6 separate regions of the Mus musculus genome follow, and all the other regions are linked to region 5. The links are chromatin contacts, called in public Micro-C and promoter capture Hi-C maps. All regions are on one chromosome and are shown on one strand. Each heading gives the region's core, a stretch centred on a gene start, on an enhancer-like site or on the middle of the called end of the contact. The rest is flanking DNA. Distances are from core to core; before and after follow the strand shown.

Region 1 (4,020 bases), core at 1,191-3,690, 950 kb after region 5:
TTTGAGGCAGGGTCTTAAATAACCTAGGCTGGACCAGAACTCACTATGTAGCTAAGGATGTCCCTGATCCTGTTGCTCTACCTCCCTGAGTGCTGGGATCTCATGCTAAGCATGTGCATATGCAGTCTGAGCCAGGCCTAGTACTCAGTCAGGGCCTCAGGTACACTAGGTGAGTGCTCTTCCAACCAACCTACAACCCCAGCCCATGGCCAGTGCTCACAGGGCTCTCCTGCACTCCCTGCTCCACATGTCCTTCATGTAACTCATATCAACTACCACAAACTCCTCAAACATGCCTACAGAGTCAGGTCTAAATTCCTTGCTTAGAAAGGCAGGGTACACTGTAGTCCGGGCTCCCTGAACAAACTTAATCTGGAACTGGAGCTAGAGCCCAGTGGTAGAAAACTTCCCCGCTACACTCAGAAGCCCTGGCTTTGTGCCTCAGGACTGCAAAACAGACATTAATTTGACTTGATTCTGAGCAATCCTTAATTCACCTTCCAAAAGAGCTCTCTGTTCCCCAACCTCTCCCGCACTGACTACACAGCTGGCCTCTGTGGACTATGCCCAACCACCCTGGTCCTCAGAGACCACAGAAGGTCAATTCCTCTGAAATTTCTCTTCAATTGGGACATGGACTAGCTCCCAAAGAATAATCTTAGCCGGGCGTGGTAGTGCACACCTTTAGTCCCAGCACTCGGGAGGCAGAGGCAGGCAGACTTCTGAGTTCGAGGCCAGACTGGTCAGCAGAGTGAGTTCCAGGACAGCCAGGGCTATACAGAGAAACCCTGTCTCGAAAAAACAAACAAACAAACAAACAAACAAACAGAATAATCCTGGGTTCCTTATCCAGAGTCACACTATAGTGGACTAATTTCAAGAAACAGAAAGTCATTTCTTGGGAACTAGACTGTAAGCTACTGGAAAGGAGGGCCAGAGCCATTTTCATTCTTTTCCCTTAATTAAAACAATAGGAAAACAACCTACAGACACTGGACACTTGTTTGGGCACTGGTCACTCATACACTCCACCTCCTCACTGCACATAAGAGTCCATTTCTGGGGCTGGTGAGATGGCTCAGTGGTTAAGGAAACCGACTACTCTTCCAAAGGTCCTGAGTTCAAATCCCAGCAACCACATGGTGGCTCACAACCATCTGTAATGAAATCTGATGCTCTCTTCTGGAGTGTCTGAAGACAGCTACAGTGTACTTACATATAATAAATAAATAAATATAGTCAATTTCTGACCTTTTATTACCTCTGCCTGGCAAAGACTTACAATGGTTCCTTTCCTCCTTCAAAGCTTTATTCAAAAGCCATGTCATTGGGCAGTGCCCTTCACTCAGTTCTTTTTATCACATTTCACTTACCTTAAAAAAACTTTTTTTTCCCTCGAAAAAACTAAAACAAAAAAAAAATTTTTTTTTAAAATTTTGTGCTGGATGGTGGCAGCCCACACCTTCTAGCACTTGAGAAACAGAAGCTTGCAGATATCTTAGTTTCAGGCTAGCCTGATCAACAGAAGGACAGTCAGGACTACACAAAGAATAACACCTCAACAAATTAATTAATTTATTAATTTGTTAACAGGCCTGTGGCTCATGCCAAAAACTCAGAAGATAGAGGAAGCAGTTCTGAGTCCAAGGCTAGCGTGGCCTACACTGTAAGTTCTAGGCCAGTCAAGGCTACATAATGACAGTCTCAAAAAAAAAAAGATTTAATTTTTATTATTTTAAATTATGGATGTGTGTATACGAGCATGTGGTGTGGTGGCAGCAGAGGCCAGAGGCATTGGATCTCCTAGAACTTTAAATGGGCTCCTAATTACTGGACCACCACTCCAATCTCCCTCTCCAATTCTTTTTTTGGGCCGGGTTTTGCTATGTAGTTCAGGCTAGTCCTTAACTCCTGAGTTCTAAGTGATCCTCCTTCCTCAGCCTCCCGAACGCTAGAATTACAGGTGCAAGATGCCAACCAATTCTGGCTCGCATTTACTACTAGCATATATTTCATTTATTTCCTGCATGTTAAATGATTCCCTCAAAGACATGTACACCGAGGTTCTACTTCACCCTCACACCTCCAGTCCTAGCACCCTAAACTTGACTACACAGCATCTAGCCTGAGGGCTCCGCCCTCCGCTGCAGGCCCCGCCCCCGATGCACTACAACTTCCCGCCCACAGGCCCGTAGTGACCCTGACCCGGTCCTTAGGCGTCCTCGGCCCGCCACGTGACCACGACTGCACCCCACGCTCGCTCCCCTCCCCTATGTCCCAGGCTGCGCAGTTGGCGCTCACCCTCCGGGTCCTTCTCGCGGTAGCATTGGTAGTGACACTCCACCTCCATGTTCTCCAGGAAGGACTTCACCTGCTCCTCGTCCTGGAAGTCAACCAAGCCCGCCATGATTCCGACTCCCACAAATCGCTTTGTGGCTCCACCCTCAGTTACGTGAGCCAGCCCAGGGGCGGGGCATGCCGGCGGCGTGCGTGACGTCAGCGCTCCTCAGTACGGGGGCGGGTTGGAAGGAAGGAGACGATTACCGCTTCCCATCATCCTTTGCGGTGGTAGCTCCCCACCCCCCCCACCCCTCCAGGCTTTTATTCTTCTTTTTGGACAGCCCTCTCCCAGGTTTCTGCGTCGGTTTATCTGAGGCCATACTGCCCCTTAATGGTTTTCTCCCTGTAGTCTGGATCAGCCAGACATTCTTCAGTTCCGGTTCTAAAGCCGACACAGCCGGGAGCTCAGGTCCCAGCCTTACCAAAGCTTACAGCGTTGGGCTGCAGCTCACCACCAAGTACTCTGAAGCATCGTAAAACAGAACTTGAAATCTATTCCGAAAGCATTCGTTCATTTGGGTGGCAAGCATTTTGAATACCTTGTGTGTCCCAAATATGGCCGGAAAAACCGAAATAAATAAATCTGTGCAATTGCCACGGGATGCCCTTATCTCTATATTCTTTGTAGACCCATCAAAATCATCCATATTAATATGACTGCGAGTTATGATTAGAACACATCAGTGGTCGGGATTATAGTGACAACATGGTCACTATAATAGTTTTAGAACAGCAGCATGGCGGATTGAAGCCAAGGAACACTATGAAGTCATATGATGCAACAGATCTTACCGAAGAGGTTTATTGGGGCAAGGAGAAAGGGAAAGGCCGATTGGGAATGGACTCATGGTTTTAAAAGCAGTTCCATGACACATCTTTCACAGGATAGCACAAGCTCTGCGTTACTCCAGAGCCTCTGGCTAAAACTGACTTTTATGTATGGCTTCTCCTGTTTTTCCTTTGATAGAATCTCACTTTGAGACAATCCTCCCCCCTCAGCCTACTGAGTACTGTTGCAGATACAAGCTCCCACATCCACCTATCCGTGTTCTTTTTATCTTGTTTATATCTGTAATCACTAGAGGGAGCCCTTAGAATACATGGTCCAGGATGAGAAGGCCTGACCTTTACTTTGGAGCCTCCCTCCTTAACCTACTCCTACTGGATACATCTAGAAGCTTACTTGCTTTGTTCTGTATAACTGAGACAGGCTGACTCCATGACAGGCTTCACATTGGCAGTTCAGGAGACTAGACATAAATCTCTGTTTCCAAGAACTGAGCAAGCCCAGGCCTCAGAAGAGGCCACACCACCTGGCCTCCAGGAGTTCCAGGATAGCTTGGAAAACAGTAAGCCATTATTAAAAAAAAATAATAATAATATTTAGGCTGAAGAAGTAGCTCATCTGTTGGAGAACTTGCCTGGTCCCTTGGGTTCAGTCTTCATCATGTCCTAAAACAGGCATGGTGCAATCCTAGCACTTGTTGAGGTAGAGGCAAGGGGGGTCAGGGTTCAAGGTCATTCTCAGTTGCATACCAAGTTCTAGGCCAGCCAGAGAAACTTCTTCTCTTCTCTTCTCTTCTCTTCTCTTCTCTTCTCTTCTCTTCCCTTCCCTTCCCTTCCCTTCCCTTCCCTTCCCTCCCCTCCCCTCCCCTCTCCTCCCCTCCCCTCCCCTCCCCT
Region 2 (4,205 bases), core at 1,085-3,584, 980 kb after region 5:
TGATCTACAGTGTAGTTCAACTAATTTAAATTCATTCCTGTCTAGCTTGCTAATGAATGCCTCCTACTTTTCTAACTGCTGGCCTGGCTGCTTCCCCAGCAGTGTACCCCAAATACTTGCTGTTTCTCTTGGCCATGAGCTCATGAGCCATCTCTTTTCATGGCAGCTTCTTCTTCCTCTTCCTCCTTCTTTTATAAAAGAAATATTTATTTTATGTATATAAGCACATTGTAGCTGTCTTCAGACACACCAGAAGAGGGCACCTGATCAGTTTACAAGATGGTGTAAGCCACCATGTGGTTGCTGGGAATTGAACTCAGGGCCTCTGGAAGAACAGTCAGTGTTCCTAACCACTGAGCCATCTCTCCAGCACCCCCCTTCTTCCTTCTCCTTTTCTTCCTCCTCCTCCTCCTCCTTCTCTCTCTCTCTCTATGTCTCTCTCTCTGTCTCTCTCTGTCTGTCTCTTCCCTCTCATTCTTCTCCTCTCTCTCTCTCTCTCTCTCTCTCTCTCTCTCTCTCTCTCTCTCTCTCTCTCTCTGCAAACATCAATCAGCCAGGTAACTCAAAACTTGCCTACCTCTAATCCCTCCAGTAATTGGTTGTACCATTTTTACTTAACCAATAGCTTTAAGTTAAGGAACAAGGTTTGCACAACAAACGCTGGTAAATGAGAGAATTAGTACAGAATTTAGCATCACAATACACAGCCTCCCACCAAACAACCATCACTAGAGTAATCAAATCCACAGAGATTAAAAATCAGGACTATGCTAGCTTTGGGTGTGTCTCAGTAGTAGAGAGCTTGCATAGCGTGTGTGAGGTCATCAACTTAATACCCAGCACTGCTGCAACCTCCAACAAAAGGTAGCACAGTACTTGCCAAGGGACAGTGAGAAAGAATATAGGGATAGACATTCAGTTTTGCAAGAGCGGCAGAGTCTGAACAACTGAGGATGTTGCCCAAGAGGAGAACACTTGCACAGCATGTGCAAAGCCTTGTAGTTAATTCCCACTACCACAAACACGATGGAAACAATCAAGTGGCAGCCTTCTGGAGTGCCTGTTTGGCGATGGCTTCACCAGTACTTAATCCTGCCTGACCTGTATACTTGATAGTGATTAAAATGGAAGATGGTCCAGTGGCAAGAGGCTAGGGGGTTAGGTCTCCAGAAGTGTGCGCTCTGGAGAAACAGTGACACACTTCCTCTAACAAGGCTACTCTTCCTAGTATCACCAACCACCATGGGCCAGGCATTCAAACACAGGAGTCTATGGGGGCCATACCTATTCAAACCACCACAGCAGAGAAATGGAGAGTTGAAGCATACCTGGACTACATAGTGAAGGCTAGCCTGGGCTACAGAAAGGAAAAAGTATACAAGTGGAGTTATAGGTAGTCTGGAAGTCACTGTCAGTGATGGAAACTTATATAGATGTTCTGTTTTGTCCATTTACTTTGTCAGTGATTTGAAGGCAAAAATGATTAGTTAAATGAGCATGAAGAAGGAAATATCGGAGGCCTGAGAAGAGGGACTTGAAGTAGCTACCTAGAGGGTGGAAAAATATAGCATAGCTAAACACCATTTACATAAGATCAAAAGAAGGCAGCCAAGAGATGGCTCATCGGTTAAGAGCACTGACCCCTCTTCCTGAGTTCAAATCCCAGCAACCACATGGTGGCTCACAACCATCTGTAATGAGATCTGATGCCCTATTCTGTGCTGTCTGAAGACAGCTACAGTGTACTTGGATATAATAATAAATAAATCTTTAAAAAGAAAAAAGAAAAGCAGGTTAAAGAGGGAAAGCTCCATAGTCAAAATTGAGATTGTGGGGCCCGAGGATGTGACGCAGTAGCAGGCAGAATACTTGCCTAACATATGCTATGTGGAGGGACTCTTTCTCACAAAACAAAACGAAAACAACAGCAAAACAACATCATGTAACAGAATGCTAAAATCACTAAGAACGTTGACAACAAAAATTAATGACTAAAAAAAAAAATTAATGACTATGAATCAGAAGTTAAGTTTTGAAGAATGAGGGTAAGCGCTGCAGTCTTCTGGAGGTAAGATTTAAAGCTCTTCCAAACGGAAAGACTACAGCCTCGTCAGAGGGCGTTGGCCCCTTTAAGGGCTGGCGTTTGAGAATGGAGTCTACGCCGGGACGGGGCGGGGTCTTCAGGGGGCGGGACCACTTTGGGGCGGGGCGAGACATGCAAGGGAGAGAGGGGCGGGACTTCTAAGGGGCAGGGCGCGGTAGGCTCAGGGAGAGGGGCGGGACCTCGTGCGGGGGGGCGGGGCGCAGCAGGCGCGGCGAGCGAGGCGGAGTCTGTGTTTCGGTCAGGTTGCGGCAGCGGCTGCTGTAGTTCAGAAGAGCGAGGCCGAGGCCTGGGCCCAGCCCGGAGCCGCTGCCTGACCCGAGCCTCCTGGAGCCCCCGAGCCGGCTGATCTTAGCGGCGGGCTCGGGCTCCGCCTGCCACCGCACGCAGGACCGAGGCTGCATGCCGGAGGACCAGGCCCACGCAGCCATGGTGAGCTAGCGCGGCCTGCCCCCCACCCCCCGCAGGGTGGCCCGAGGACGCCGGGCAGCCGTCTCACCCTTCTTCCTGCACCCTCCCTCTGTCTCCTCCGGCTCGCGTTCCCCATCCACCAGTAGGAGCAAACCTCTTTGGGAGACATCCCTTAATCCCCCTTCTTTCCGGTGACACCCTTTTGTCCCCCGGTGACAGCCTCCTTCGCATTCTCCTCGTCCCCCCTTCCCTGTCTTTAACCCTCCCCTTTCTCCTCAACCATTTTAACCTTTCTCCTCTATGGTCGTTAGTCACCCCCACCCCCCACTTTTCCTTCCCACACTTTGCTTCCTTTCCCTCCTCGACCCTCTTCACCATTTTATCTCCGGCGCCCCCTCTTCCCCTTGGTCCTCGACCATCCGCATTTCCTCTGCCCCTTGTCGGATGTCCTCCGTCGCCGGCTCACACATCTGTCCCCATTTCCTTGTGCAGGTTTCAGAGGGCTAAGCAGGAGCAATTGGAAGGCAATTGCTACCCGGGAGCTGTTGGGCGGGTACATACAGATTAGTAACCTTTCTTTCTCCGTTCTGTTTTGGAGTGGGGAAGTGAGGGGAGATTGGCGGTATGGAAGAATAGTCTGGAAGCTTTACTACTTAGTGTCATTGCAAAAACCTGAGTGGGGTGTGTTACAGAGTACATCCTGTAGCCTTATGTGATTATCAGGCCTTTTGACAGAAATAGCCAAAAAGGGTTGTTACATTTTTATTTTGAATGTGTTTTCATGTGGAGTTACCGTTAGGGAAATTAAAAATCTTTTGTAATTTGCAGGCTTGACAGTTGTTGCTCAGAGCACATGATTTGTTTTTGTTAGGAGGCAGAGACCAAGGGCATTTGAGGTCTGAATATCAGCCTGGCAGTCAGATTGTGACAGTCTTTCGAATACCTTCCTCCGAAAGGTTGTATTTGTCCTGTCCTTTCTGTCCTTTCTTGGAGAAACCCTTTCTTTGCAAATTTTCCTCTGCTTCAAAATGGCTGTGACTACAGTCCCATTTTTAAGTGTTATCCGCGTTTTGCTGTGTATATATTGAAAGCATTGTTCTATCCTATACAAAATAAATGTTGATCTCTGGGAGGAAATAATACATTCTAGTCAAAAAGACTTGTTGATAATCATAAGTTCCTAGGTTGTATTTCCCTCCATCTGACTTTTAGGAAGGTAACCTACCGTCTGGTGTTTAACCGGGAAACACTCCCTCGCTCCCTGACTCTGCTGATCCTCCATTGTCTTTTCCCAGTGACTGCCTCTCACTTGTTCCACTGTTACTGTGTGCTGTTCTGTTCCTTCCCAAGGAGAGTCAGAGTCTGGAAACAACTGGGCCTTACTTAATTCCCTGAGTTCCCAGTGCCCAGGTCAGGTAGACTCTTGAATGGTTTGATTTATGATCTCATTTCCCCACCTGTCAAGTGCAGTCTTCCACTGAAATTTGAGGCACCTTGCAGACTACTCAGGGTGAGTTGAAGCGTCTTTTGGTGCAAAAAGGAGTAGAATAAGATGTAGTGATGATTCTTTTCAGACTAGAGAGCCATCCTGCTGGAGAAGGTACCAGGCTGTTAGACTTTTGGAAATGCAGGCCTTTCCACGGAGACTGAATGAGTTATTCAAAGGATGGGGAGTCAAAGGCGTGATTTGAGC
Region 3 (4,164 bases), core at 254-2,753, 700 kb after region 5:
AAAGTAACCCCAGAACAATGTAAATTCATAGAAGATGCTCAATAATAAATATTTGCTAATGAAAGGGAGATGTTATCTTTGTACAAGTTAAGTCTGAACAGTCAGATACCAATAAGCTACCTTACCTTATGTATCATCGTATCACCTGTGAAAATAGTATTTACTTCTGGCAGCTTATTATATACAGTAATATATACAGCTTCCCAATCAGAGTGGCAGGTCCACCGGACCCATTTCCTAATCCACAAAATGGAAAAATAGTATCTCTTTTTATTCAACCAATATTATTTGAGGCCTGTGTGCTAAGCACTGTTCTAAGATAATCAGACTAAGAGAAAATACGGTATGATAAACCAATGCCCATCCTACTGTAGCCAACTATTGAAACAATGGATTCCAAGAAGTTTGACTTGTCCCCAGAACTTCATCCTGAAGCCAGAGGAACAACTTGTCTATAGGAAGGATTAGCAACAACAGTCTGGAGGAGCCTCTCAGGAGAGGGGGCTGAGATGTGTGTCTATAAGTGTTCCAGGACAAACGGGGCTACAGAGAGAAACTCTGTTTTGAACCCCCCTCCCGCACCTTCCCCAATCTAATTCTGAAAAAACAGGGTGTGGTGGTGCATGCCATTAATTCTAGGGCCTGAGGCAGAGGCAGTCTCTAAATTCGAGACCAGCCTGGTTCTGAGCAAGCTACAGGACAGCCGGCTCTACACAGAAAAATGTCTAAAAACCATTACAGTAGAAAATAATTACGATTATTCGACTTCTATGGAAAACTAAAAAGACCTCGTGACAGGAATCTCACAGCTCAAAGCTTAGAACTCCCAATTTCTCCAATTGTTAAGAGAAGGCTAGACCCAAGAAAGTAGAATACGAGCCATTAGATGTTTTCTCCAGTGATTGGAGATGAAAGCTCACTTAAGGGCAAGCCATGTGGAGAGGAGACGCCAAAGTCCCAGAAAGTGACTTAGAGAAAGTCTGTCTCTGGGCGGAATCACCAGTAAAGCGGAGAGCAACACCAGCTCCGCGGTTCCAGAGGAAAGGTTGCGAGTGCTTTTCAGAAGCAGTGCACGCGGAGAGCCAAAGCCTTAGGCTCCCCACCGAGGGCCGGCGCCACCCGCTTCTCCGAGGTCTCCTTCAGTGCAGGAAGTGTTCCTGGAGCTCCGGGGAGGCGAGAAGGTTTACAGGCTTGCGAGCGGTGCCGGCACCGACGGCCCTAGGTGCACGTGTATGCAGTCCGTGGACAACGACCCGCACTCACCTCGCCGACGCTTTGCAGTCCAGGCACTGGAGTAGCTGGGGGACGCTCGCTCGTCCAGGTCTGGCTCCTCCGGGAGACCACGGCTACAACACGTAGTCCCAGCTCTCAGCTGACTAAGAACTGAAGGCACAGGAGAAAACTTTTCGCGCCACTAACCGAAACCCCGCCCACAGTGTGATTCTGATTGGCGTTTCGGACACTCGCCACGCCCTCCCGGGGGTTCATGACGTACTTCCGCCAATTTGCTTGGGCCCTCTCTGGTGCGGGGTGTGCGTATTCCGGCGAAAGAGTTCTACGCCACAGCTTCCGGTACGAAGCTGGTGGCTTTCCGCGGTCGCAAGGGATTCCTTAATGTTTCCCTAGCCTCCGGTAGTCCTTTTTTTTTTTTCCCTTCTTTTAAATAAATACTGAATGTGACGTATTAAGCAAGCCGACGGAAATAGAATTGAAAGAGTTCTAAAATGGCGAACCGTACAGTGAAGGATGCCCACAGCATCCATGGCACCAACCCTCAGTATCTGGTGGAGAAGATCATCCGGACGCGAATCTATGAATCAAAGTACTGGAAAGAAGAGTGTTTTGGACTTACAGGTGAGCGACAGCGCGCAGCCCGCGTCTCGGCTTACGGGTGGTTTCTTCTGTCTGAGTGAGGAAGGACGGACCCTTTGGGGGTGATACTGGAAGAGTATGTCAACTATTCATATAAACTGCTCTGTGCCTGGACTTGTACTAGACGGGACACAGACAAATCTGACACGATCTTTTTCTCTTTTCTCTTTTTTCTTTTCCGTTTTCCGAGACAGGGTTTCTCTGTAATAGCCCTGGCTGTCCTGGAGAACTGCTGGCTTCGAACTGCCTCTGTCTCCCGAGTGCTGGAATTCAAGGAATACACCAGCACCGCAGGGCTCACCGGTCTTTCCTTCTTTCTTTCTTTCTTTCTTTCTTTCTTTCTTTGGGGGGGGGGGGGGGTGGGCTCCGAGACAGGGTTTCTCTGTAGCCCTGGCTGTCCTATGTCCTGGAACTCACTTTGTAGACCAGGCTGTCCTCGAACTCGAACTCAGAAATCCGCCTGCCTCTGCCTCTGCCTCCCAAGTGCTGGGATTAAAGGCGTGCGCCACCACGTCCTGCTTGACCGGTCTTTCTTTTTTTTGTTTTGTTTTTCGAGACAGGGTTTCTCTATAGCCCTTGCTGTCCTGGAACTCACTTTGTAGACCAGGCTGGCCTCGAACTCAGAAATCCACCTGCCTCTGCCTTCGAGTGCTGGGATTAAAGGTGTGCGCCACTACACCCGGCTTGACCGGTCTTTCTTGATGCTGAAGGATTTCTTTAGTTTTTTTTTTTTTTTTTTGAGCCATTCCATTTTTTTAAATTAATTAATTTATTTGTTTATTTATTTATTGATAGTCTGCTGGGTCCTAGATTGTTTATCTCAGGGACCAGATAAGGGTTCCTTTAATGCAGCTTGAAGATGTTCAAGGAACTTCACCATTCCTATAATAAAATTCTTGCTGTTCTTAAATGGGTCAGTAGTTTCATTTTTGACCTGCTTCCCCTAGTCCTTTAGGTTTCTGTTTTGTTTTGGGGTTTTTTTGTTGTTGTTTTTTTCCCCTGAGACAGGGGGCCTTGGATGGCCTGGAACTCTCTTGAACACACAGAGATTCATCTGCCTTCCCCTTCTGGTCCCTAGGATTAAAGGCATGAGCCACCTCGCTGGCTCCTAAGTTTTTTAGAGTGGCTCTCTGTCAGCTGTCGTAGCTTTGTTCAGCTTCACCTGGTGTGACTCTGGCTGTGGTTCTTGAGCATGTAAAATCACTTAAGCTCTTTTTTGTTCTCATTATCCTTAGCTGGAAGCCAGGACAATGATTATTTGTTTTTTTGTTTTGTTTTAGACAGGGTTTCTCTGTGTAGTCCTGGCCCTGGCTGTCCAGGAACTCACTCTGTAGACCAGGCTGGCCCTGAACTCACAGAGATGTGCCTGCCTCTGTCTCCCGAGTTCCGGCATTAAAGTTGTACACCACCCCAGACCAGCATCTGGTAGTAATAAGAGGACTTTTCCCTCATAATTTGTTGTATAAAGATTGAGGACTCATGAGTCCCACCCTTCCTTGATGGACTAAACAATTAATGGAGACTGGGACGAGGGGTCTGTCTCTCTCTGTAGTGCTGTAGTTCCAGGCATATGTAGCCCTGGCTGTTCTAAAACTCACTCTGCAGACTAGGCTGCCTCAGACCCAGAGATCTGCTTACCTCTGCCTCCTGAGTGCTGGGACTGAGCAATCATCACCATGCTCAGGGTTTTTTGTTTTTTTCCTTTTTAAGGCTGTTATTAATAAGCTCTTGTTCTCTTAATATTAAATTCTTATTGACTATTTAGGAACTCTAAACCTTTAGCTATTTAACCTTCCAACCAAGAAAAACTAAGGCCAAGAAAAACTAAAGCCTTTAATATGTCTAAGATGTATGTCACTTTGTTTTTGGCTGTTTCAGCTGAACTTGTAGTGGACAAAGCCATGGAGTTAAAGTTCGTTGGTGGTGTGTATGGTGGAAACATAAAGCCAACTCCTTTTTTGTGTTTAACCTTGAAAATGCTTCAGATTCAACCTGAGAAGGATATCATTGTTGAGTTCATAAAAAATGAAGATTTCAAGTGAGTATGTTAACAAGTACAACACTTCTAGTGGTTCAGAATTGGCTTTGTTAATAGGACTGTTGTGTTTCATTTCCACACGCTTTTGCCCTTGAACTTGTATTTTGTTTGCTGTGGTAACATAGACCTAACTCCCCCTTCCCCCAAACAGATTTCACAAATTAAATAAGTATACACACATAGTATTTGTACATATGCATACATACACACATACACACAGATTCTCATCAAAGCCATATGTTGGTAGCCATCAG
Region 4 (3,957 bases), core at 658-3,157, 820 kb after region 5:
TTATTTTATTCCTTTCAAAACAGAGTATGTTGTTTCACCAAGTGCTTCAAACACATTCCTGCTCCAAGGTACGCTCTGGAGGGGGGAGGGGATACATCTATAGATATAAAAGGTTATATGACCTCCGCGAGCTAATTATTAAATTCATTCCAACAAATCACAATTCAAATTGCATTTCTGGACACTAAGATTACAAAAGATCGCAGAACGTCAAATGTTTAAGGAATTACTTTTGTATCGAAATGAAGAAACATGGTATACTAAAACTAAAATCTCACGCAAGGTACAAGATTCGTCTGCTTTAAAGTTTGATAATCTTCTTTTTTAAAATGTTTAACCAACGTTAAGATAACAGTAATTAATCCCATTCAGGTACTGACTAGAAATCCCGCTGCTTCTTTGAGGTCTAACCACCTCATTCTTTTGTAATCCTGATATCAAAAGGATCAGAAACCACTTGCGAAGGCGTGCGACACACTGGGGAAGTGCTGTCTGTTTACAAATACGAATCTCACAGTTACCCACGTCAAAAGCGCGCAGTACCAGCACCTCTCGACTGGGGGGCGGGGGACAGAGACGGCGGGTGAGCAGGAAACGAAATCCACACAAACCTACCTCTGCTCCCTCCCGACAAGGACAAGCCCGGGGGATGGCGGGGAGGACACGCTGTGTGTGTGTGTGTTTACAAGTGTATATATACATACACATACACAGGGTGAAAGAAAGGCACACAATACAGACAAACACGCACTGGATCTAAGCGAAGGCTAGACCAATCCCGTTAACTCAGATACTCCTACCCCGTCTACAACAGGTTTCGGTGGCCGGACGGGCGCCCCAGCTTTCCCTAAGGTCGGCCCCCCAAAGCCCTCCTCAGGCCGCCCAGGCCGCCTTCTCGACTTCCCTCCTTCCCTCGGCTTTCCCCTGGGACACCAGAAGCCAGTTCCAGCCCAGGAGGAAGTGCCAGGCCCCGAGGGGGCGGCGGAGACGCGCTCCGGCGGCGCGGACACCTGCGAGGCGCCGCACCTGAAGGGGACAAGCTGGGGGCCCCCGGGCTCAGCGGCCGAGCACACCCCCTCGGCAGCCCGCGCAGCGCGGCGGCCCGCAGCCCCGTACCTGAGAAGCCCGCGAGCTACAGGCGCGCGCGACGCCTCCTCATCTCAGAGGCTCCGGCTCCCCCTCCGCCTCCCGCCGCCGCTGCCGCCCCCGTCGCCGTCGCCGCCGCCGCCGTCGCCGCCGCCGATGGAGGCCAGGACACGACGAGCTCAGGACTCCACCGCCATGTCCGCCGCGCCGCGAACTGCATTGTGGGGGGGAAGGGACGGGGAGGGGGAGGAGGAGGGAGCGAGAGAAAGAGGAGGACCCGCTGAGGGGAGGGGGCTGAGGGAGAGTGGCGCCCGGCCGAGGGGGGAGGGGAGTCGGAGGCTCTCCCCAGCCTGGGATCCCGATTGGGATGGGAGGAGATAGCCTCGGAGGCGGGGAGCAGAGCCTCCCAGAGCTGGGTTCAGGGGCTCCCTCTTCTTTAATTCTGGGGATCCCCCCCAAGCACCCGTCAAACCTCGGCGGAGGAGGGGGTAGACCGGGGGGCGTGGGGGGAGGGGCTTCGTTCCGGGGCTCGTGGCGGTCGCCCGGAAACAATGAGGAGGGGATGGAGGTGGGAGGACGGCGCGCACACACCCGCGCTGAGGAGGGAGAGCGGGCGAGCGCGCGCGGGCTCCGATCGGCGCCCGAGCTGGGGGCGGGCGGGCCCCCGAGGGAGAGAGGAAGGGAGGGAGGGAGGGAAAGGGTCGGAGCTACCCGCGGCTCGCTGGCTGGAGCGGGCCTGCAGGGAGAGAGAAAGAGAGAGAGAGGGTCCTGCGGTCCAGCACGCCGACGCCGGGAAGCGGCGCGAGGACGCCGGCGAGCTTAGGGTCGCGTGCACCGTCGCGCTTCTCACGTCAGGCTCCCTGGCTGCGGGCGCCTTGCCTGAGGCCCCCGGGCGGGAAAGGGGGCAGGTTGCCTAGCTGTGCCCCAGGGAGAGGCCGTAGATGTGCAGGCTCGGGCTTGTCACTGTCCGACAGCCCACGCATTTCTTGAATCCTCCGCGACCATTCCTGACTTCTGAGCACTGTCGAGCAGCTAGCAGGAGGGAGCCCCCCACCCCTTCACCCTTGCATCCAGTCCAGTTTTGCATCACCTCAGGACTAACAAAGCAGAGAAATCTTGAGAAATAGTTCGAAAACCATTTCTTTAGTTTCAGGTGGGCATAGAAACAACTACCAAGAACGGCTTCCCTCCTTCCTCCTTTTTTTTTTTTAAATGTGTTAGCTTCCTCTCATTTAAATTTACACTCATGGAAGACTAGAAGGCTTTGTTAGTTTATTTTAATGACACCCCCCCCCCCCGCCCTCAAGCCTCGAGATTATTATTTGACCAGTCTCCTACTTCACTCAGAGCTGGTCAAATCACACAACTGCAGTCCTTGAGGTGGATATTTACTAGGCAGAAAAAGTGTATGGCACTAAACGTGGGGTTTTATAAAGGGAAGCAGCTGAATCTTAAATATTTACAAGGTAATGACAAATTTTCTTGTGACTCACAGACCAGAGCTGCTAAGAGGCTACAGAGAGGCAATTGTCTCTGCAGAGTTCATCGACTTCCTGCTACATCCCAGAACTAAACACCTCTCACATGATATGTCCGTCAGAATCCCCAAAGCTGAACAAGCTTAGTGAGAAGGGACCAAGCATTGCCAACTTACTTCTAGGCATCGAGCTGAGGAGGCTTCATACACTTAACCACCTAATCTTCATAATGATCTTGTGACAATAGATACTATGGCTTCCATTTGCAGAGGAGAAAATATGCTCTGACAATCCCCTTCCCCCTGTCTCTGACTCCAGCAGACCCAGGAGCTGTGGATAGAGGGTAGCCAGTCAACCCTTCCAGCTTGGGGCGATTATCAAACTAATAAAAAATCCAGAGTTGCCTCATCTGAAACATTTTTAAATGTGTCCAAACTTCAGAGAGATAAGGTAAAGAACAGAAGAGGAAATGAAAGTGAAAACCGAATGTTAGGTGTGGTAGATTACAGCTGTAATATCAGCATTCTGGAAGCTGGGGCAGGATGATCACCAGGTCAAAGCCAGACTCTGTAGCCCAGGCTGGCCTCGAACTCAGAAAGCCGCCTGTCTTTGCCTTGATCTCTTTAAAAATAAAAAATAGACTTATAGCTTCCACAATAACATGTTCATTTTTTTGTTTTGGCTTTTTTGTTTCTTTTCCTTCTTTCTTTCTTTGTGGTGTTTGGGGGAGATTGGAAGAGCAGAGGACAGATATGAAGGAATGGGGAGAAGAGTGGGGTGGGGGCATATGATGTGAAATTCACAAAGAATTAATAAAATGTTTAAATAAATAAACGACTTGTATGGTGGAGTGGTGGAGTACACCATTAATCCCAGCAGGGGATAGGAAGGCGGGAGTAGGTGGATCTTTTGAATTTTTGGCCAATATGAAAAGGAGTTACAAAGCAGCCAGGGCTACCAAGTAAGACCTTGTCTCAAAAAACCAGGATTTGGGCAGATAGCAGCTCAATGTAACAGTACTTGCCTAGCATGTAAAGGGCTCCGAGTCTGATCCTCAGTGCTGGAAAGAGAATAATGAAAACGTAAAGCTGATAGACACACTTAAAAGGATTACCAACACGCTCCTCACTGATATTAATGTCATTGGACCAAATTCAACTGAACTCCTGATTACTTAGTATAAGCAAATCATAGTTCAGTGCCTAGACAAACTACACAGACTGCTGTTCAGAAATCTCACTGTTGAGCAAGGAAGGTAGTTTTATTAACCTGTAGTCAATAGAGCATATGACTATACAGAGAAACCCTGTCTCAAAAAAAAAAAAAAATAGAGCATATTAACAAAGAGTTAGGCAAATACACTAGAGAATGTGATAAATTCTATGTGGGCGAG
Region 5 (4,200 bases), core at 1,493-3,992:
CTGGCCCGCCTAAATGGCAATCTCTCATTCAAGGCTGCAAGGCAGACAGTGATACAGGAAGACACCTGACATTCTCCTCTAGTCTCTTCATGCACTCCAACCAGCACATGCACCTGCACACTCATATGTGTGCAACACACACACACATGTTAAAATCAAGGACTGGAGATATGGTTCAGCTCAAGTTAATAGCACTTGTGGCTCTTGCAGAGGGCTCAGGTTCGGTTCCCAGTAGCCATATGGTGGTTTATAACCATCCATAACTCTAGTTCCAAGGGATTTGACACTCTCTTCTGTCTTATATGGGCACCAGACATGAATGTGGTATACATATATACATGCAGGCAAACACTCATACACAAATAAGTAATTATATCTAAGAACTATAAATCTGCTAAGTTTGAAGGAAAAAGATACATTAGTAAATATTTTAAAAACTTTTTCCCCTGTGCCTTTATAATATCTCACTATATCTTAGTATTTTAATATCTAAATATTTTAAATTGACTTATTTGAATTATCAATTTAAGTTCAAACATGAAATACTAAAGAATAATTTCCCCTTAGTGATTCAGCATTTACTCTGGATACATTTTAACACCTAACTATACAACCACAAGAACATATGCAAATTATGAAAATGACTACAAAACTGAGAGCCTGAAGCAAATTTCCAGAGATAAGTGATCCTAAACAGAAACTAAAAACACAGTACAATCCAAGAAGAAAATAAAGTAGGCACACAACCAAGAAGCAATTCTACAGAAGTCTTCAAGGGAACAAAATCTTTAATAGGGGGGTCGGGGGAAACTACCAGAATTAGCCAACAGAGTCAGAATACAAGTGCCTGCCAACAGAGATCATGTTTAAGGCAGGTCACTATCTAGACTCAGAAAGCCAACACCCAAAAGTCAATGTTTCCATTCCTCAAATGTGAGTTTCAGAAGGACCCTTCTAAACAGATTCATGACAAGACTGGGCCATCTTAAAAGTTCTTCCCTGTTAGATGCAAGTCAAAACACAATGACCCACAGGAAATAAATTTGGAAATGTAAAGTTTATGAGGTTATTCCTAAAGGCTGTCTTACCTGTGGGATGCCTCTGTGTGTGTGTGTGTGTGTGTGTGTGTGTGTGCGCACTATAATACACACACACACACACATACAGTATATATAGAATCACTTTTGCTGGGGATATGGCTCAGTCGGTACAGGGCCTGTCTAGCCAGCATGAAGTCCTGAGTCTGATCCCTGGCGATGAATAAACTAATATAGTGGTACAGTCCACTTGGGAGATGGAGGAAGAAGGATCCAAAATCAAGGTCATTCTTGATATTCTTGATTACATAGTGAGTTCAAAGCCAGCTTGATCTATTTGAGACCCTGTCTCAAAATAAATAAGTAAATAAAATTTCCACCCTGGCTCCTGGGGAAAATACTTTTTTATCTCCAAGTTCTTGGAAAGAAACACCTCAAAACCTCTTTATCATAACATAGAAATAATCTATTACCCAAACACATGCCCTACCTTATAAGTACAGGCAAATCTAGGCCAAGGAGACAAGATGGCAGGGAGCTATCACAGGGCAGGCTGATAGGCTGAGGTGGGCTTATACCAGGGAGTACACAGCCCCCAGCTATGGAGAAGGCAAACTTCTGGGCAGTGAAGATGAAAGGGACTGGCAGGTGTTTGGTACCTCATCCCTCCTGGGTGTCTTGAGATGACTACGCTTGGTTTTACAGAAACGGAGAACTCAGGTTCTCCTAAGTGAGTGATGTTTAGATGTATCCCTCGAGGATGGGGCTCTGAAGGAAGAGAACATTTTAATAATGATGATGATGATAAAGAGGCGAGACTCCGAGAACAGACTCCGAGAACAGCTTTTGGTCGAGATCGTCCCAGGACAAAGTTATCTCCCCGGTGGTTCCGGGCACCAGGGAGGAAAGAGGCGCCCCACCTGCAGAAGGCTGGCACCATGACCCCTCGGACGACGATCAGAGACGGCGCCCTCGCGGGTGGGAAAGTCTGCAAGGGGATCTGAGCAGAAGTGAGTGGGTCAAGTGCCCGGACAGGATGCGACTTCTGGAAGCCAGGCTGACTTGAGGGAACTGAGGGGAACTCGGCAGTCGTCGCTCCCGCGGACCGGAGCAGAGCGAAGCTGAGGGAACCCTGCCCCGCCGAAGTCGAGCCTCGCATCGCCCGCGGCCGCTGTCTAGCGTGAGCCCCACCGGAGCTCACCTGGCGGCCGTCAGGCCCGGAGGAGAAACTTGCCGAGAAGGTGAGCGCCGACGGGACCTGGAGGAGAGCGGCGCGGAGACCCGCGGCGGGGGCGGCGGCCGGGTGGGAGCCGCGCGGGGCGGAGCCGAGAGCCCGGCGACCCGGGGCGGGGGTGCGGCGGCCCCGGCTCGCCGCTCCCGCTCCGACTCGGGATGGCGCCCGCACTCCTCACACGCGCTCCCACCGTGCGGCCCGAGGGCAGCCGCCGCGCCAGCGCCCCAGAGCGGTGGAGGGGGGGAGGGAGGGCCGGGGAACCCCGGCGGGTCGAGCCGGGCCGACCGGCGGGCGGCGTTACCTGTGTCAGGGAGAGCTGGGCTGCCGCAGCCATGGTGTTTCCATCATGCACGGGAGGGGAAGGAAGGACGGACGGACGGGGGCCCGGGGCGGGAAGGAGGCGGAGGGACAGGCCGTAGGCGAGGCCGGCGGCCGGGCGTCTCCCCGAACTTCGACAACTTCCCTCCTCACGCCGCCCCGCCCCGCCCCGCCCCGCCGGCCTCACAGGCCGTGGCGGCGCGCAAAGCCCGGAGCGGGAGTCTGAGCCGCGGAACCAGGCCCTGACCCCGGCCTCCCTGGAAAACCCGGTGCGGATAGGGCTCTGGGGTGGACGGTCAGCGGAGGCGGCGCCACAGAGACCTGAGTTTAGGCAGGTCACCCACCATCCTTCTTCCTGGGCTGCTGTTTTCTGTAAAGTGCGGGGAGAAATTAGAACCATGTCCAGGTGGGTTGTGGGAACTAAAAAAGTAATGGTACTAAGTAATGACAGGAGCGGTTTAGTAGTAATAACATTAAATAATTCTGATTGTGTGTGATTCTGCACTAAATGCTTTTGTTTGTTTGCTGTTTGTTTAAAACAAGGTCTCTCTCTGTGTAGCCATGGCTATCCCGAAGCTCACTGTATAGATCAGGCTGGCCTCAAACTCACAGAGATCCACTTCCCTCTGCCTCCAGAGTGCTGGGATTAAGGAGATGTACCACTACTCCAGGCCTAAATACTTTTTTAAAAAATTGTGTGAATAGGGGATTTGAAACAGAAAGAAGTTATACAAATGAGGATGGTGAAAGCCAGCCAGGCATGGTGGCACATACCTTTAATCTCTGAGAGTTCCATGCCAGCCTGCTCTACATAGTGAGTTCAAGGACACATAGTAAGGCCCTGACTGAAATAAAAAGAAAAGGGCCTCCCCGAAAAGAAAAAACAAAACAAAACAAAACAACTCTCTTACCCGAAGTTTAAAAACTAACTAGAAAGCTGGATTACAAATCTTTCTACCTGCTATCACATTAAGAAGGCATGTAAATCCTTCTAAAGTAAAAATCTTGGGAGCAAGAAGGAACTGCTTGCCTTGCCTGCTCCCTGTCCTGCCTAGACTGTTTAATTTAAAAAAAAAAAAAAAAAAAAAAAAAAAAAGCAGGTGTAGGGCCACAGTGGAGTTCAGAGGTACAGTGAGTGCATAAAGTCCCATCTCAAATTCTTTTTTTTTTTTTTGTCTGGTTGGTTGGTTGGTTTTGGTTTTGGTTTTTTGAGACAGGGTTTCTCTGTATAGCTCTGGCTGTCCTGGAACTCACTCTGTAGACCAGGCTGGCCTTGAACTCAGAAATCTGCCTGCCTCAGCCTCCCAAGTGCTGAGATTAAAGGAATGTGCCACCAGTGCCCGGTTCCTCTCAAATTCCTTTTTGTCATAAATGCCACCTCTTGACAGAGTATTGTCTCTCCAAACTAGTGTTCATACTCTTTTGTTGACTTTACTAGAAGAGGGCAACAACCTCCTAATGACCTGTTTACATAAGTCTAACCACCCCCCTCAGCTCACCAGTGGCAGAGATTTTTTAATATATATGTATTTTAACACCATAACATTATAGTATATGCTTAAATGAAGGCCTTTGTCCTGCCTGTATTCAACATTATACACCTTACTCTTT
Region 6 (4,182 bases), core at 1,665-4,164, 700 kb before region 5:
AAACGGAGCCAGAGCGAGGGGAACGCAGAGAATGTTTTGTCAGAAATGCCTTAGGAACTGGAGGAAAGGAATCTTGCTGAGAAACGAAAGAGGGCGTCTCCAGTACTTAGGGAAGTAGTGCGGATTAGAAGGATTGCCAGGGTCTTTTCAGAAGAGTTGGGAAGAAAAGAGAGTGGTGGCCTGTAAGAAGCTCAGAGCAGAACAGATGGGCGGCTTCCGGGCTGCCAGGGGAGAAGGCCCAGCTAAATGAGTTGGGCAGTAACTAAGGACCTGCCCCCTAACAAGAGTAAGGCTAAAGTGTTGCCTTGGGGCCTGGGGTGAGGGCGAGGAAGAAAGTATAAAAACTGCAGGCAGGGCAGAGAGTTTATGAGTGGGTGGAGAGCCACAGTTAAGTAGTTGGAGCATCTAGGGAAGGGAGCTGCACTTTGTCAGGGAAGGAACAAGCCACTAGGCCTCGCGCACCAGCCCTGTGTCCCCTGGGCTCCTCCTTCCAGACCCCACCCCACCCCCAGTGTGACCGTGCTCTCACCTGCGCCCCCTGCGCCCCCTGCACTCCCCGCGGGCGCTCCAGCTCCAGGACCCCCGCCGTCGGTGGCGCAAACCGAGCCAAAGACTTCGTAGGCAGGCCGCGGGGGGATGATGCCGTTGGCGGCGGCCAGCGCCAGGCCCTCGGCAGTGCCGTACAGCAATTGCAACTCGCGCGCCTCGTTCTCCTCCTGCGCCTGCTGCCTGCGCAAGGCCACCTGAGCCGCCATGACGCGCTGGCGCTCGGCGATGAGCGTACACTTGGCGCACAGGCAGTCCTTCCAGCGGCAGTAGCGCTTGTGGCCCTTGAGCGCGGACACCACTCCGTGGTTGCGGCAGCGCGCGCACTTGGGGGTCCGCGGGTACTTCTCCGCTGCCCTCAACAGCAGCGGCGGCGCCCGCAGCAAGCCTCCGGCCACGCTCACTGGTAGCGATGCTGCGGCAGCTGCCGCCGCAGCCACCGACGCCACCGATGCCACGGGTGGTCCCGTCGCTGTCGCTGCTGCTGTCGCCGCACCGGGCACGCTGGGCAGCTCCGAGCGCAGCTCCATGGCTGGACCTAGCGTGGGGAAAGTGGGGATACCTGAGTCAGGGTAATACAGTCACTAGGCTTAAGCACGGCCTGCAGAAACCCATTTTGGGAAACTTTGGTTGTACAAGTTTAACTAAACTTGTGGCTGTCAAACTGCTGGGGAAACGAACTGGAAGCTCCCTGTAAACAAGTACGCCCCCACCCCCACCACTGACCTCTTATATCTGACTACACGTGTAAGATTTCGTTTGAATCAGTAGTTCCGCCAAGGGGAAAAAAACAAGACAACGTTTGGAAGTCATTGGTGCAGTTGAATGTAAAGAGGATTTGGAAAGAAAATATTATGCCCAAAGCTTAGGTTAATTGGGGTGAGTCGAGAAAAGAGAAATATTTGCCTGAAAGGGACTCAGATTACAGAGAAAACTTGGGACCAACAAGCGGATGTCAAAGGCAAAGCAAGAAAAAAAAAAAAAAAGGAGCAAAATGATCCCGTTTGGTGGACAGGTGAAGAGGAGAGAAATGTGCAGGCGGGGTGAGGAGGTGAACAGGTTGGGCTGGGGTCTTAATTGTAGCTTTCAATGTGGAAGCAGAGGAATTCGAGCAAAAAGGAACTGAAGAATTTTTTCCTGTTAGAAGTAGGGTAAGAACTAGAAGACAAAACTTGGAGGCAAAGTTCGGCTTATGGCCCTGGGATCACAGCCAAAAGAATTCTGCAAATACTGTGGTCTGAGCCTCTAAAGGGTTAGTTCTATTCCACAGAACTGAGTGTAGGAGAGCTGAGAAGAGAGAAAAGCCATCGGAAGAAACTTTCTTTGGACTGGCCACCCTAGCTCAAAGATTAGTTGAATAACAAGAAAAACGTCCAGAAACAGCTGACAAGGCGACCCGGACTGAGGTCCACCGAGAGGGACAGCGCTGCTTAGGAAAAAAATCTCCAGCAAAAGGTAGGGCGGGGATAGGGTGAAACCTGTGGCTTGGGGGTTAGACTTTTAGTCTGGAGTAGTCAGAGGAAAGCACATCTTCAGAAAAGTTAGACTTTGCAGGAGCCAGAGTCCTTTTGCTCAATGCCTCTTACCCAACCCCCACCCCTCCCAGTTTAGGAACTGAGTCCTCAGACACGCCCTCCTCATCCTGGGACCTCTTGGGACCCCGCTTGTGCGCAGGTTCCAGAGTGTTGGTCTCAGACCAGGGTTCTGGGACTTGCACAATCCAGCAGGCCTCAAAGGAGGCCAGGAAGTCGCCTCCAAAACTGACCCTGAAGGGACCCGAGAGTCTCACCTGCGCCGCAGCCGCAGAAGGCCCAGCAGGCCCTGCTCCTGGCTTCCGCCGCGGCCTCCACTCCCCGCCACGCAGCCCGGGTCCCCGCCAGAGCCGGGAGCCGCTCCTGGGGTCCGGGTCTGGGAATCCCAGAGCACCGTGTGCTCCGAGGCCTCTTCCCCCAGACCCTCAAGCACTCAATGCCCAAGGCCCGGCAGGGCCTGGGCCTCGCCCTCGGGGGCCACCGACCCGGTCGCCTCCCCTGCTCGGCTGCCGGCCCTCCCCTACCTGCCTCGAGCTCCGGGCTCCTCCTCTGTTGGCGCAGCACGCGTCGCCCAGCTCGGCTCGCGCCTCGGCTCTCTTGGCCTCGTCCCTCTGCCCCCGGCCCCTTCTCTGACCACGTCACCCTCCTTCAGCCACCATGTCCGAACTTCCGGACCCCTCTAGGAACACAGCAGTCCAACACCCCGGAGGGGCCTCGGGGCCGGGGGCCTGGCCGAGGGCGGGCTGGTTGCAACCGGCGTCCCCTCGGTGCGCTCCGGACGCTGCGCTCGCCCCGGGCCGGGTAGTCCGGCGCTGCCAGCTCTCAATGAGCCGCTCGCCCGCTCTATTGTTGCTCCTCAGGGCTCCATTAGACAGAATTGGACAACAATGTGGCGCCTGCCATTGGCCAGGGGAGACAGTCGGCGCTCTGATTGGCCGGGCCCGCGCCCGGGGAGCCCCTCATTCTACAGTGTCCGAAAGATTCGAAACTCCGCACGCTCTGCTGAGTGCCTGCGGGATGGGAGGGGGCGCCAGGGAAGGAGTGCGCGAGGAGGAGCGTTGCAAATGTCGTGACAAGAAGTTTCCGTGCGCCCGAGAGCGTGTGAATTGCTCCTAATTACCGTGTCCGGTGCGCCTCTCCGCGTAGACGTGTGTAACCCCTCTACTCCTGGGGCTCCGGCTCCACTGAGCCACTCTCCCTTGGCCCGGGGCGCTTGGCAAGGCCTAGCTTCCCAAGTGGCCCCGGAGGCCTGGGGCGGGACAGGAGCAGGTGACAATTCAATTACCGCTGTCGAAGTGGGAGTGGAACCCGGGTGCCGGGGTGGGGGAGGGAGGGCGTTCACCGCAGACTTGCCAAGATGGTTTTTGCTGGCTTCCTTCTGACCGTGACCGTGTGCTTCCACGTCCGACGGGCTCCGAGGTAGTTGAGAGCCGGTTTGCTCCCTTCCCCCGCCCTCTATCACCTTTAATGCTTAGTTTCTTCGTTTGCAAAGTCCTGACACCGTGGGCGTCACGGAGTGGTAAGTGCGATTTGTAAGGATTTGTGTTTTCAAGCTAGGAGCCCCGGGAGGAACGTGGGTCCAAGCGCTGCAGCTTCTCCTCTCCCTGCGCCCCTGCCCTTTCCCTCGGCCCCCTGTGCCCTCCTTGCCTTTCCGAATTTCTTTGCATCTTGCTGCCCTTTTTTGTGGAATTCTTTTTGTGGCTGTTTGAAATTAACAAAGTTTACTTGTAACTTTTTTTTTTTAAAGCCAAAGTAAAAAGCCGCCTTTGCGACTCCCCAGATCCTCTGGAGGCTGGAGGAACCGGCCAGACGGTCAGACCCATCAGCCCACAAGACTTCCGCAGGGGGCGAGGGCACTGGACCTGCTTTGACTTGGCCTTCCTCGACCCGTGCTGACGTCACGGCCCGAGAACCCCCTTGGGTCTGCGGAGGAGGTAACAAGTTCGAATTTTGTATCTCTTCCTAGTTATTCCCATCTGTTACTGATGTTTAAATCCTTGGACTGTGTCACCCTCCAGCTCGGACTTTTCCTTTGCCTTTGAGGCTAACATTCTGTTACTCTCATTTTTGCTTTCTACTTTTCTCCTTCAGAGTAAAGAAAATT

Evidence for each region. Promoter capture Hi-C pulls out the DNA fragments that hold promoters and counts their contacts. Hi-C and Micro-C count contacts between places; a contact is called where the count stands out from the background. Capture Hi-C pulls out chosen DNA fragments and counts their contacts.
Region 1: a promoter capture Hi-C map of pre-B cells shows a contact between it and region 5, with 2.9 times the contacts expected there. The contact joins the promoter of Coa7 here to the promoter of Eps15 in region 5. A contact is called at or near these places in 1 of 39 promoter capture datasets (pre-B cells) and 1 of 9 other capture datasets (liver).
Region 2: a promoter capture Hi-C map of pre-B cells shows a contact between it and region 5, with 3 times the contacts expected there. The contact joins the promoter of Zyg11b here to the promoter of Eps15 in region 5. A contact is called at or near these places in 2 of 39 promoter capture datasets (the C10 cell line and pre-B cells).
Region 3: a promoter capture Hi-C map of adipose tissue shows a contact between it and region 5, with 2.2 times the contacts expected there. The contact joins the promoter of Prpf38a here to the promoter of Eps15 in region 5. A contact is called at or near these places in 2 of 39 promoter capture datasets (cranial neural crest and liver) and 2 of 9 other capture datasets (adipose tissue and liver).
Region 4: a promoter capture Hi-C map of pre-B cells shows a contact between it and region 5, with 2.5 times the contacts expected there. The contact joins the promoter of Tut4 here to the promoter of Eps15 in region 5. A contact is called at or near these places in 2 of 39 promoter capture datasets (cranial neural crest and pre-B cells) and 1 of 115 datasets of contacts at active chromatin or transcription factors (microglia).
Region 6: a contact with region 5 is called in a Micro-C map of embryonic stem cells, with 6 times the contacts expected there. The contact joins the promoter of Dmrta2 here to the promoter of Eps15 in region 5. A contact is called at or near these places in 4 of 39 promoter capture datasets (the HPC-7 cell line, cranial neural crest and embryonic stem cells), 3 of 484 Hi-C or Micro-C datasets (all in embryonic stem cells), 1 of 115 datasets of contacts at active chromatin or transcription factors (astrocytes) and 1 of 9 other capture datasets (embryonic stem cells).

The regions. Positions count from the first base shown.
Region 1 is chr4:108,326,572-108,330,591 of GRCm38.p6, reverse strand. Coa7 (cytochrome c oxidase assembly factor 7) reads right to left here and starts at 2,440. Exons shown (of 3, transcript NM_027250.4): 1 at 2,302-2,440. The coding sequence starts at 2,407.
Region 2 is chr4:108,299,219-108,303,423 of GRCm38.p6, reverse strand. It overlaps Zyg11b (zyg-ll family member B, cell cycle regulator), which reads left to right and starts at 2,334. Exons shown (of 14, transcript NM_001033634.3): 1 at 2,334-2,533. The coding sequence starts at 2,504.
Region 3 is chr4:108,576,675-108,580,838 of GRCm38.p6, reverse strand. It overlaps Prpf38a (PRP38 pre-mRNA processing factor 38 (yeast) domain containing A), which reads left to right and starts at 1,503. Exons shown (of 10, transcript NM_172697.3): 1 at 1,503-1,854; 2 at 3,751-3,910. The coding sequence starts at 1,725. Orc1 (origin recognition complex, subunit 1) reads right to left here and starts at 1,385. Exons shown (of 17, transcript NM_011015.2): 1 at 1,264-1,385.
Region 4 is chr4:108,457,360-108,461,316 of GRCm38.p6, reverse strand. Tut4 (terminal uridylyl transferase 4) reads right to left here and starts at 1,907. Exons shown (of 31, transcript NM_175472.4): 1 at 1,678-1,907; 2 at 1,117-1,300.
Region 5 is chr4:109,278,817-109,283,016 of GRCm38.p6, reverse strand. Eps15 (epidermal growth factor receptor pathway substrate 15) reads right to left here and starts at 2,742. Exons shown (of 25, transcript NM_007943.3): 1 at 2,573-2,742. The coding sequence starts at 2,605. It overlaps Gm40225 (a long non-coding RNA gene), which reads left to right and starts at 2,694. Exons shown (of 3, transcript XR_868003.2): 1 at 2,694-2,995.
Region 6 is chr4:109,976,757-109,980,938 of GRCm38.p6, reverse strand. It overlaps Dmrta2 (doublesex and mab-3 related transcription factor like family A2), which reads right to left and starts at 2,914. Exons shown (of 3, transcript NM_172296.2): 1 at 2,603-2,914; 2 at 530-1,084. The coding sequence starts at 1,076. It overlaps Dmrta2os (a long non-coding RNA gene), which reads left to right and starts at 1,327. Exons shown (of 4, transcript XR_868017.3): 1 at 1,327-2,001; 2 at 2,153-3,597; 3 at 3,826-4,012; 4 at 4,170-4,182.